2 separate regions of the Sus scrofa genome follow, and region 1 is linked to region 2. Evidence: chromatin contacts called from public Hi-C data. All regions are on one chromosome and are shown on one strand. The core of a region is the stretch at or near the end of the contact, and the rest is flanking DNA. Distances in the headings are between cores, read along the strand shown.

Region 1 (6,048 bases), core at 2,861-5,360, 620 kb before region 2:
AGGTGCCCCTGTGCCATCCTAATCTAACACGCCTCGGCCGTGGCGAGCTCAGATAAACCAGCTGCTGCCAAAGAGTTGAGAAAGCAGGCAGACTTCCTAGGAAGCAGTATGTGGGTTTGCAGCACAGGGGACCAAACTGCAGAAGCCAGTTTACCCACAATCCACCCCAAGGCCCCAGAAAAACTTCTAAAAGAAGGAGTTGCCATGTCTGACAACAGAGCCCTGTTCTCTTGCTTTGAACAAATGGCATGACCTACAGTGATGCCTTCTGAATTAAACTGTATTAATACGAAAGAAAACAGACTCTTCTGAGCCTTTCAAAGTGATTTCTGGAGAAACTCAGGCATTTCAAAATTCTTTAGTACAGTTCAGTAATTCGAACAGATCAAAAAATAGTTGAAAACTGTGAGAACCCATAGGAGAAAATGAATGGACTGATGCACTTTTAATTAGCAAGAAATAAACACTTGTAGAACAATTTCAGTATGTTTAGCTATTAGCGGTACAGTGCAGGAAGAAATACAAAAATATAGTCTTTGAATGTTAAAATAAGATTTAGAATTATATTTAAGTTTTTATATGCTCTGTATCACATTTACTAAAGAATAAATTCAACCTTCCCTGTAAAAAAAAAAAAACAAAAAAACAAAAGCAAAAATTCTTTAATACAGTTAAAGAAATGTGGTATCAGATTACATCGCAAAAATAAATGCTGAGTCTAGATTATAGTGTAGTGCCCACACGTCTATTTATAAATGCTTAAAAGGCAACTAATGCCTAAAGATACCTGTACAGTAGAAAACTGACAGAACAATGTAAACCAGCTATAATGGAAAAAATAAAAATCATTAAAATAAAACAAATAAAGATACCTTTTTTAAAAAATAAATAAATAAATAAAGATACCTTTAATAAACTCTTAGTGGACCTATAACCTCTCCCTTACATTTCTGTATCAGGTTTTCCTAAGAGCTTCATTTTAATTTGCAAGTAAATTTTGTTTTCAAAATGTGCTCGAAATGCAAGCGAAACTAGCGAATTAAGTTCTGGGGGCTGTGTCAAGGTCAGTTTTCTAGTCTGACGCTGTACTAGTGACACAAAGACGCACTGGCAGATACTGGGGGAAGGGTGAGTGGGACTTCTCTTTTTTCAACTTCCTGTGAATCTGTAGTTATTTCAGTTATTTGAAAAAATCATTTCGAAAGTCTACTTTACAATTTTTCCATTTCTATCGCAGAAATTTGGCCTTGTTCTCTAATTGGATCTGTGTCATCCAGATCCCTGAAGGTGCTAATCCCTATGTATGGAGGGGCAGGGGGCACTCATTCAGTTACTGGCTTATCTGCCTTCTACAGTAATTATTCTTTTCTTAGCCTCACAGACCTTATGTCTTGTTTCACATACATCAAGAGACAGTATTTTAAATAAAGATTATAATCCAGTATAATATCACAATATAAAAATCACACAACTGGTTAAAAATCTGTTTAAATCATTCCCTCAATGCTTCAAAAATGTAACTACAAAAAGTATTACCACTGGTATGCTTTATCTGTGAACTTCAACTGTCCTCATAAATCCTGTTTCTTGGCAGCTCTATTCTAACCAAGGTACATATGTATGGCTGCTGGTTCCAACTGGGATCTTAGAAAAGCATTAGGGGTTGGACAGGATGCTGGTCCCATTTAGTGCCTGGAAGTCGGTACAAAATATGGTGCAGCGAGTTCCCTTCCTGGTTAATTTTATCAGGGAGCAGCCCCAGGAGACTGAACGGATGGTGCAAAAACTCTCTATCTTCCAGTGCACCCTCTGAGTCCTTATTAATAAAACTCATGGAACGATTACCATTTTCTTCCTCTTATAAATGACTTTTTATTCTTTATATACACGTGGCTTTCATGTCAGGTACAAATATAAAATGATGCAGAAATCCATTTGATGATTTAATACATATTCATTAAGAGTTAATTACAAAAATACAAATATTCAAATAGCTTAATGGCTGTAAATTAAACCATTTTTTAACAAATCATTTGGTAGAAGTAATATTCATTTAATCAATCACTACATACTAATTATACACACACACACGAAGCATTTAGCAAGCCTTAAAATGTCTAAGAGCCTTTCGGAAAATAACTCTCAACTGAATTCCATAAACAGTATTATACCTGAGCAATGATTTGTTCTCCATCGTTGTACACTTTGGTGCCTATTACATCCACCACTTTCAGGCGTTCAGAAACCTACAAAGGAAAAGAAGATTATACAGCTGACCCCTGAACAACATGGGGTTAAACTGTGCATATCCACTTACATGCAGATTTTTTCAATAAACAGTCACCCCACCCCCACTCCCATCCATGGGTGCAGAACCAGAGATAGGGACAGCCAACTGTAAGGGACTGAGCATCCACCAAGGTCCTGGAAACAGTCCTGCAGATACTGAGGGACAAGACTATATGAAACAGCCTGATCGGGTAATCTTAACTATTTCAGGTTTTTTCGTTCCTTTCTGGCCACACCCATAGCATGTTAGTTCCCACACACCAGGGATGGAACCCACACCACAGCAGAGACCCAAGCCACCGCTGTGACACTGATGGATCCTCAATCCACTGCCCACAGATCTTCCTTAACTGTTTCAAGGTTTAAAAATGGTAGCCTATAGGCCAAATAAACTGAGCAATGTGTGGGTCTGTGTGTGTGTGTTTGCTGTATTAACTGCCCACATTTTAAAATAAATTTTCAATAAAAACTTGAATTTCCAGCTTCTCTTGAAAAATCGGGACACTCAGCAACAGTCAGCCCATATCTCCAAATTGCAAAAATAAACTCTGTTAACTAGCAGCTGTTTCTTTAGATGGAGCACATGTTTTCCAGTTTACCAAAGTCCCATCCTGGCTTGGTTTTCTTCAATATGTTAACTCTAAGGCATGTGCATTTCCAACCCCTGAGCTATTTTTATTTAGAGAGAACTGTTGCTGGAAAAGATCAGCTGCCCAAAATGCATTCTGAAATGTGGCCTGAATTTCTACTACTTTAAGCCAACAGAGAGTCACATCCGCCCATGAGTTCGTCAGTCCGAAGGACTGTGGCTTAGATGCTGGAAGGATGGCAGTGCTGTCTCTAAGATGGGAAGTGGGGTGGGAGGAGGTTTGGGCCGGATTAGGTGTGAGCTTTCTATCAGACACCCCAGAGAAAATGTTAAATATGCAGTTAGATAAATGAGCCTGGCGTTCAAGGGCTGGGCCTTGCCCAGTAACAACAATTCTAAGAGGCATCAACATAATAGACTTATAAGCCAGGGGATTTGACAAGTTCACCATGTGAAGAGGGTTAGGGTGAGCCTGCCAAAAGAAAAAGAGACCCTAGAATGCCAATTTTAGGAGAAAGGAGAAGAGGAATAAAGGAGGAGAGGCCAGTGAGGATGTGCTGTATTTGGATAATCTGATCCTATAAAGGCATAACTAAGCGGCCACTGCCTACATTTGTGGGGTTCTTTTAAGTCTGCGTTCAGATAAAGACCAAATACAGATCTGCCAAGGATGCTCCTAGGAGTCTATTGCTTACATACGACAAAACAAATGCAGCTATAGGCAGGAAAAGAAAGGCTGAGCTGTACAAACGCTATATAATCTTCTCAAATGAAAATATGGATAAATTATTATTCAAAGAAACTTCCAATAGAACTAAGCATTCCCAACAAAACAAAAGCTTTTAAAGCAAAATAAAAGCACAAACATATACTTACTTCCAAAGATTTAAGGAATGGCAGTGACTCAATAAAGCTTTCATACATTTTCCTCTTTTTGGCATTATTTTTTACAATTATTCTCCTGAAGGTTACCCTGTCCTAAAGGCAGAATGTCAAATACGAAGACAGTTAAAAGGTAGACTTTATGGGGAAAGAAGGTTTGAAGAGACAGTTTGAATTTATTCCCTACAAAGAACAAACAATAATTGAAGATTTTGAAATAAAAGATGAACATCATTATACTTCTAACGTAACTCATTTCAGATTACTTCTTTAAGCATACATGTAGAACCATATAAAACGTGACTTTCAGGTTTTTTAAAGAAAGCACCAACGTGTAACCGGCGGGCTACACCACAAGGTGGCGCTGTCGCACCACTTAATACGCTCCCCGTTCTTTCCTGCCCCACCCCCTCCCCTTTTGAGAGAAAAGTGATTTATGACGTATGCATTAAAGGTATAAACAATACGTTGATATGACATACCTATATACTGTGAAATGATTACCACCACAGATGGTTAATACCGCTATCACCTCACATAATTACCATTTCTTTTCTGTGGTAAGAACATTAAAGATTTATTCTTTGCAGCTTTCAAGTATATACTGTTGTTAACTATAATCATCACGTTTTACACCGGATCCTCAAAACTTACTCATAACTGCAAGTTTTTTCTCTTTAACCTACCTCTTCCCCACCACCCTCAGCCCCTGGCAACCCCATCATCCTACTTAGTTTCTGAGAATTGAAACCAGCAAGTGAGTTCTTTCGCTACAGATAACAGCCTTAGAGTGTTATGAAATCAATTCGGTGGGACATGACTGGCATTTTTTTTAGGTGTAACTGGCACACAACATTTTATTAGTTTCAAATGTACAACATAATGATTCAGTATCTGTATATATCGTGAAATGATCATATTAACTCTAATTAACATCCATCACCATACATATAGCTACCACATTTTTTTTCTTGTGATGAGAAATTTCAAATGTACAACACTGTTACTATTAACTGGTTACCGTGGTGTATACTCTGTCCTCAGCATGCATTTGTATCTAGAAATTTGTACCTTTTGACCCCCTTGACCCATGACCGGCATTTTCATCTTTAAAAAAGAAAAAACAAAAGAGAAAATCTGTGGGCATCCTTTTTAGTCAAGTGTTGAGTTATATATTTATTTCCATTATACACAAAGGCACACAAACATATACACTGGTGTGACATTTCCTAATGTGTTTCTTGTGGACTGCAGTAAAAAAAAAAACGATGGAAAACAGTATTAGGAAAAATTTTTAATCATGCACTTACAATGTAAAGAGATATAGAAAAATTATTGACTAGGCTTTTTATCACATCCATATACCAGAGTTTCTTTTTTAAAATATACAGAGAAACTACGACTTCTTTGAGGAGAGTTTGATGACAGTGTTTATCATGCTCATCATTCTAAAATGTTCCTATGTTTATACTACTTAACCTCAAGGATACAGAAGTGAAATAAGGAACCAGGGAAAACTTTAAAGCTAATGGCTCTAAAAATGGTTTTACTACAAATTTTATATTACAAAAATTCCTACCAAACATTTAGTTCTCAGAGTGCTCAGAATTACGTTAGTTTGGCATAAACTGATAAACAACAATACCGTTTAATATAAAGTAAAATTAATTGGAATATGTTCTTTAATAAATTACTGTGCCAACATATTAAGGCTGAATTTAAATGAACTGATAGGATGGGGGAAAAATGCAAGTGTGGATTAAGTCTCTAGGAAACTAAACATCTTGTTCTCCGATTTCGTTTATTATAATTTTATAAGGGTTATAGTTTAGACTTAGTCATTTTTTAAAAAGAGAAAAAAATTTAAGATAATTGTAAAATATTGAAATAATTTCCAAGTCTAGCTCTGCATCAGAATCAGCAGTGGTGTTTTAAAAAAAAAAGTTTCTAAGATCCCATACTTTATTTTTATTTATTTACTTTTTTTAGGACCATACCCAGGGCATATGGAAGTTCCCAAGCTAGGGGTTGAATTGGAGCCACAGCTGCCAAGCCTACACCACAGCCACAGCAACGAGGGATCGGTGTTTGCAACCTACTTTGCAGCTCATGGCAACACCAGATCCTTAACCCAGTGAGTGAGGCCAGGGATCGAACCTGAATCCTCATGGATCCCAGTAAGGTTCTTAAGACACAGAGCCACAACGGAAACTCCTAAGATCCCACACTTTAATGACTCAAAATCTTGGCACACAGGACTCTATATATAATAATCTGTATTCTGTAAA
Region 2 (5,704 bases), core at 1,995-4,494:
CTCCCATCTGCACCCAAGTTTGAGAACTTCTGATCTATATCACCTTCCAGGTCACCACCCACTTTTTCACTTGATTACACTGCTGAGAGAAGAATCTGTGAAACTTTCCCCCTCACCCGCACACCCCTCCCAACAGATCATAAACTCTAAGGTAGGTGATTGAACCCTGTACTTATCTTGTGTCTTTCCCTAGTCTAGGCTGTTTGCCCCTTAGCTCAACCAGAGGTAGACTTACCTACATCCTTCATCTTGTCTGATTTCTTTCATCTTTTGCTACCTGCACCTCCAGCCAACCTACCTCTGTCCCAGCTCCTGGACCCAACTCCAGCCATGCCTGCTGCCTCACCTTCTTCTATTTCTGGCATCACAAAAGTTATCCCTTTTATTTGCATGTCATTTCCATAATATTTTCAATGATTCTGTACATATTAATTGGCTCCCCCCTCCCCTCCATCAGTGTTTATGCAGAATGGATCAAAACCAACTAGAGTGTTTAAAACAGACATGACGTAAACAGCAGCTGAGTGGACTCAGCTACGTTTCAGTTTCCTTCCGGTTCTCACGTTCTTTGACATGTTGTAAATAGAGTAAAAATCATCAGCAGCATCATCATCATCATTATTTGGACAGCGGGGGAAGCCAATATTCTAAATTAGGGGGAAAAAAATCAGAAATTTCATTCCTTTCATATGTTAAAGAGTAATTGAGTCTTACTGCTAACCAACTATAACCAAATTCTGGAAGAAGTTTATGCATTTCATGTGCTGATTCCTTAAGATAGATAACAAATTCGGAAAATTACTTTTAGGATGGGGGACACTAAATTATCACTATGGACAACATGCTCAGACCTAGAAAACAAGAAGGTTGACTGAATTGTGTAATCATACTAAAATGTTTGAATTGTGTAATCATACTAAAATGTAGATACAGAAATAAAAACAGGAGTTCCCACTGTGGCTCAGTGGGTTAAGGACCCAACCTTGTCTCTGTGAGGATGTGTGTTAGATCCCTGGCCTCACTCAGTGGGTTAAGGATCTTGCCTTGCCCCCAAACTTCTGTGTAGATCACAGATGTGGCTCAGATCTGGTGTTTCTTTGGCCATAGCATAGGCTGGCAGCTGCAGCTCTGATTCCACCCTGAACCCAAGATCTTCCACATGCCACAGGCACAGCTGTAAAAAGAGAAAAAAAAAAAAAAAAAAAAAAAGAAGAAGAAGAAGAAGAAATAACTGTAAACCAACTATAATGGAAAAAAATAAAAATCACTGAAAAAAAAAAAGAAGAAATAGAATCAGGAAAATCACTAGCAACTAGATGGCTGAAATAGCCTTTAAAAAACTTTTAATGTTTTTAATGGTCCTGGGACACCCCTGCTTCACAGTAGAACAAAAAAAAAAAAAAAAAAAAAAGCACTTTGGCCACATCTGTGTTAGTGATTTTATATTGTAAATAAGGTACTAGAAGAATATAACTATTAAAAAACATCTCTCATCATTTTGCAATGTATACAAATATCGAATCATTGCGTTTTACACCTGAAACGAATAAGATTATATATGGAGTTCTCTCTCAATTAAAATAAGAGGAGTTCCCGTCATGGCTCAGTGATTAACGAATCTGACTAGGAACCATGAGGTTGTGGGTTCGATCCCTGGCCTTGCTCAGTGGGTTAAGGATCTGGTGTTGCCGTGAGCTGTGGTGTAGGTCGCAGACACAGCTCTGATCCCGTGTTGCTGTGGCTCTGGCATAGGCCGGTGGCTATGGCTCCGATTCGACCCCTAGCCTGGGAACCTCCCTATGCCGTGAGAGCGGCCCAAGAAATGGCAAAAAGACAAAAATAAATAAATTAAATTAAATTAAATTAAAGACATTTTTCTTTGGGCAGCATTTCTGAGGTTGAGCAGGGGGAACTAAGAGCGGGGCTAAGACTCAGCCAGTGTACACTAGTCTGGCTTTCCAGTGCCACAGCCCATCCCGTCTCTGGGACTCCCCTCCTGGCCTCACTGTTTTCCACTAAAAGGTTAAACGTCTGCACAGCAGAGGCCAACAGAACCCTGGGCAGGCCCCGTTTCCACCTTGCTGCACTGCACTCCTGACTAAGGGGATGCATAGGGATGGGGCCCTTGCTCATTTGTTTTGTGTAGAATCCAAGAAGTGATTCCACTTAAGGACCACTCTTGCCCCACATAAGCACTCCTCTCCGTTTCTCAAGAAGATCAGTTATTAAACACTGATCTCAAGACTTGACCAGAGAACAGGGATGTCATTCATCAGCCTGTGTTCACTTGTTTTAGTTTAATGGGTGTTTTTTCAGTATCCAGGTTTCTTCTGTGTGTATAAATTCACATTATTACTTTTAAGCTATAGTTTGTAAGTTGAAAATAATCAGATGACCCTCTGTAGCTTTTAGGGCAGTTTCTCTTCTCATTAAAATATGAAGTATATTCCAGTTTTTATTGAATGAACTCAGAAGTATACAGATGTAAGAGGTGTCTTTAAGCCAAGCTCTTATTCCAGAGTTCTAAAGGAAATTACAAATGTTTTCTGGATAGCAGGTAAGAGGGGCATTTTATAGTCAGAGGAAGGCACTCCTGTATTGATGGATTATTCATGATGGTTAGTACTGTATTGATGCTTATATTGGCCAAAAGAATACTGATTCCTGCTTCATCCATTCTCCCTCTCCAGTCTGTAAAAACTGAAATTTCTCATTAGGCCACGAGGTGGCAGATTAATTGCAGGAGAGAAAAAAAAAAAAAAAAGTGCAAAAGCAATACAGAAATGTCTTCAGCTAAAGTGAAATAAGGAAATATTCTGCCTCCACCTTATCAGTCCCTGTAAGCTAGACCTCTTTGATCAGAAGGTACACTTGATTTAAAAAAAAAAAAAAAAAAAAAACTAGTGGTTTTAAAGCCTTTCTTAAGCAACTATTTTACTATTCCTTTCAAAGATCAAAAAATGCAAAACTCTCTGCCTGCTTTATAACAATTTTTTTTTTGGTCTTTTGTCTTTTCAGGGCTCCTCCTGTGGCATATGGAGGTTCCCAGGCTAGGGGTCCAGTCGGGCTACAGCTGCCAGCCTATGCCACAGCCACAGCCACGCCAGATCCGAGCCGCGTCTGTGACCTACACCACAGCTCACGGCAACACTAGATCCTTAATCCACTGAGCAAGGCCAGGGATCGAACCCCTATCCTCATGGATACTAGTTGGGTTCAGTGGAGCCACAACGGGAACTCCTATAGCGATCCTCTTGAACATAGGGTTTTCTTGACCCCTCCTTGGCAGAGGCCTCCCACGGAAGTGGCACTCAGGGATATTCAGCCCTCCCTCCTTGTTCATCATTTGGGTTATTTACAACAGTGTCTTCCTTTTTCGTGCCCCTGAGTACTGTCATTGTGGGCTCACTGCCCACCTTGGCTGGGCCTGATGTCCTCTGTCATTTCCACGACTGCAGCTGCTTCCTCCTGGCCTCCCTGCCTCTAGTCTCTTCCCCTTCCACCCCACTGCCACCAAAGTCTCCTTTCTAGACCTTGGAACTGATCATGTCACTTTACTGCTTGAAAGCCCACCTCACGGGTGTGGGACCAAATGCAAATTCCAAGACAGAGCACACGTGACCTTTCCACCCTGGCCCTTGACTGGTCTTATGGCATGTGTAAGAATATCACACACACACACACACACACACACACACACACACACACACACACTCAGGCATACATATTTAACAACACAGACATTTTGGCTTTTGGCCAAACATGGCATTTTTTTCATGTCTCTGAGTTTGCATACACTGTTCTCTCTATCCAGAATGCTTTTCCCTGCCTATGTCTGGCAGATGCCCAGCTCTGTGCCTTGCTGGAGGCTTTCAGATGGACCTATGGTATTCCTGCCTGTCTGTCTTTAGTACCCTGTGCCTAGCCTCCTCCCATCAAACTCATCCCATTTATATACAAATGATAGGATTTCACAGCTGTCTTTCCCATTTAATGTAATCTCTTTGTGCAGAGAATAGCATAAATGGTGGGTAGAATGTTATTTTCCAGATAAGTTTCCAGAAAGCATCAAGGGGGGAGCTGCAATATCTTGTCTGGTACACAGGCAAGTCACCCATAAGCCTGTAAGAGAATGGGTGGGAGGGAGTTCCCATTGTGGCTCTGTGGTAATGAACCCAACTAGTATCCATGCGGACTTGGGTGTGATCCCTGGCCTCACTCAGTTAAGGATCCAGCTGGGTTAAGGAGCCAGCATTGCTGTGAGCTGTGGTGTAGATTGCAGATGAGGCTCACATCCCACGTTGCTGTGGCTGTGGTCAGCACCTGCAGCTCTGATTCTACCCCAGCCTGTAACTTCCACATGCCACAGGCGTGGCCCTAAAAAACAAACAAACAAAAAAGGCATGGGTAGGAAAAAATGGCTTGGGTACAGAAAGTCACTGATTGGACAAGCATTATGGGTAACTTCCTCCACAGGAACCAGGGGCCAGGGAGGTTGAGTAGAATGTCTAGCAGACAGCCCAGAGGGTCCCAGGCTCCAGGAGTCGGGGGAGCCATGGAAACAAGCTGCTTGTATTCTGCTCACCAAGACGTATGGAGATAAACTTTGATCCACAGCAGTGATGCCCCTCCGCACATTTTCCAAACCCTCCTGCCTTCCATCCCCCTGCCCTGCCTTGTCTTCTCCAAGATGCTGTGCATACATGCCTGTCTCTTTCATCTCAAGTGGAGAGGGCTTTCCTGAGAGTTTTTAACAGCTATCATTTGTTGTCTCTTGAGCTCATCATAGAATGTTTTAGAACGTCTGAGGGCAAAACTTGAACACATACACTGGGTGAAGCTGACGAGTCATTAAAAAGTCAAAATACATCCTCCTCTGGGCCCCTTTTACACTCCTGCAAGTGTAATATTTTCAGAAGTTTCCGTGGTAACAGCTGTTCACTTTAGTACTACGTAATCCCATGTGTGTGTGTGCGTGCACGCGTGATCATCTGTAGGGAATACAGTTGGTTCCATGCCCATCACGATTTTAATAGATAGAAACATCAGAAACTAAAAATTTAACAAACAATTAACCTATTTGGCAGGCTGATTATCCCACCATGAATTATTAGGATCCTTAGTTTTCCTTTTGGCTGTTCGTTTTAACAAAACAGATCTTGAGTGTAGAGTAAAAAACAAAAACATTTTAGGTGTTTCCATGTGGTTCAGCAGGTTAAGGATCTGGTGTTGTCACTGCTGTAGCTCTGGTTACAGCTGTGGCACGGATTCGAACCCTGGCCTGGGAACTTCCATATGCTGCAGGAAAAAAAAAAGAAAAAAGAAAAGAAAGAATGAAAAGAAAAAGAAAAAATTCAGACCAGATTCTCCCACTTTCCACGTGGGCAACTTTGGCTAGGTTGTGCAACGTCTCTGAGCCTCAGTTTCCCCATCTGAAAAATTGGGGTAAGACTTTCTCTGCTCACCCTAGCAGGATGCTATAAGCCTCATAATAAGATATGTATTATTAAGAAAGCAAAAATTTCCTGGCTTGTTCACATCACACAGGAGGGGATGTGAAAAAAAGGAAAGGAGATGGAATCAAAATATCCCCTTGGTGACTCACCCTGATGAGAGGTGATAAAAATGTCTGTCTCCAGTGAGATGCTGGGATTGTCAGCGGCTTTATCTTTGACCTTTCATAGGTATCTTATGCAAAGCAAGG

What was found. A called contact is a pair of places that touch in the nucleus more often than the background predicts.
Region 1: a contact with region 2 is called in a Hi-C map of retroperitoneal adipose tissue, with 3 times the contacts expected there. The contact joins two enhancer-like sites. A contact is called at or near these places in 23 of 47 Hi-C or Micro-C datasets (adipocytes, alveolar macrophages, embryonic fibroblasts and 14 more) and 2 of 2 datasets of contacts at active chromatin or transcription factors (alveolar macrophages and skeletal muscle).

Annotation. Positions count from the first base shown.
Region 1 is chr9:106,945,618-106,951,665 of Sscrofa11.1, reverse strand. It overlaps PRKAR2B (cAMP-dependent protein kinase type II-beta regulatory subunit), which reads right to left. Exons shown (of 11, transcript XM_021102599.1): 7 at 3,755-3,856; 8 at 2,172-2,246. Among named protein-coding and RNA genes, the nearest start is that of HBP1, 17 kb to the left of the region's middle. Within about 2 kb of position 4,110, at least 12 of the 83 cell types and tissues checked have an H3K27ac peak or open chromatin away from gene starts, as enhancers often do. A contact at or near this core is called in retroperitoneal adipose tissue, where this site is marked.
Region 2 is chr9:106,323,006-106,328,709 of Sscrofa11.1, reverse strand. No RefSeq gene overlaps it. Among named protein-coding and RNA genes, the nearest start is that of NAMPT, 160 kb to the right of the region's middle. Within about 2 kb of position 3,244, at least 4 of the 83 cell types and tissues checked have an H3K27ac peak or open chromatin away from gene starts, as enhancers often do. A contact at or near this core is called in retroperitoneal adipose tissue, where this site is marked.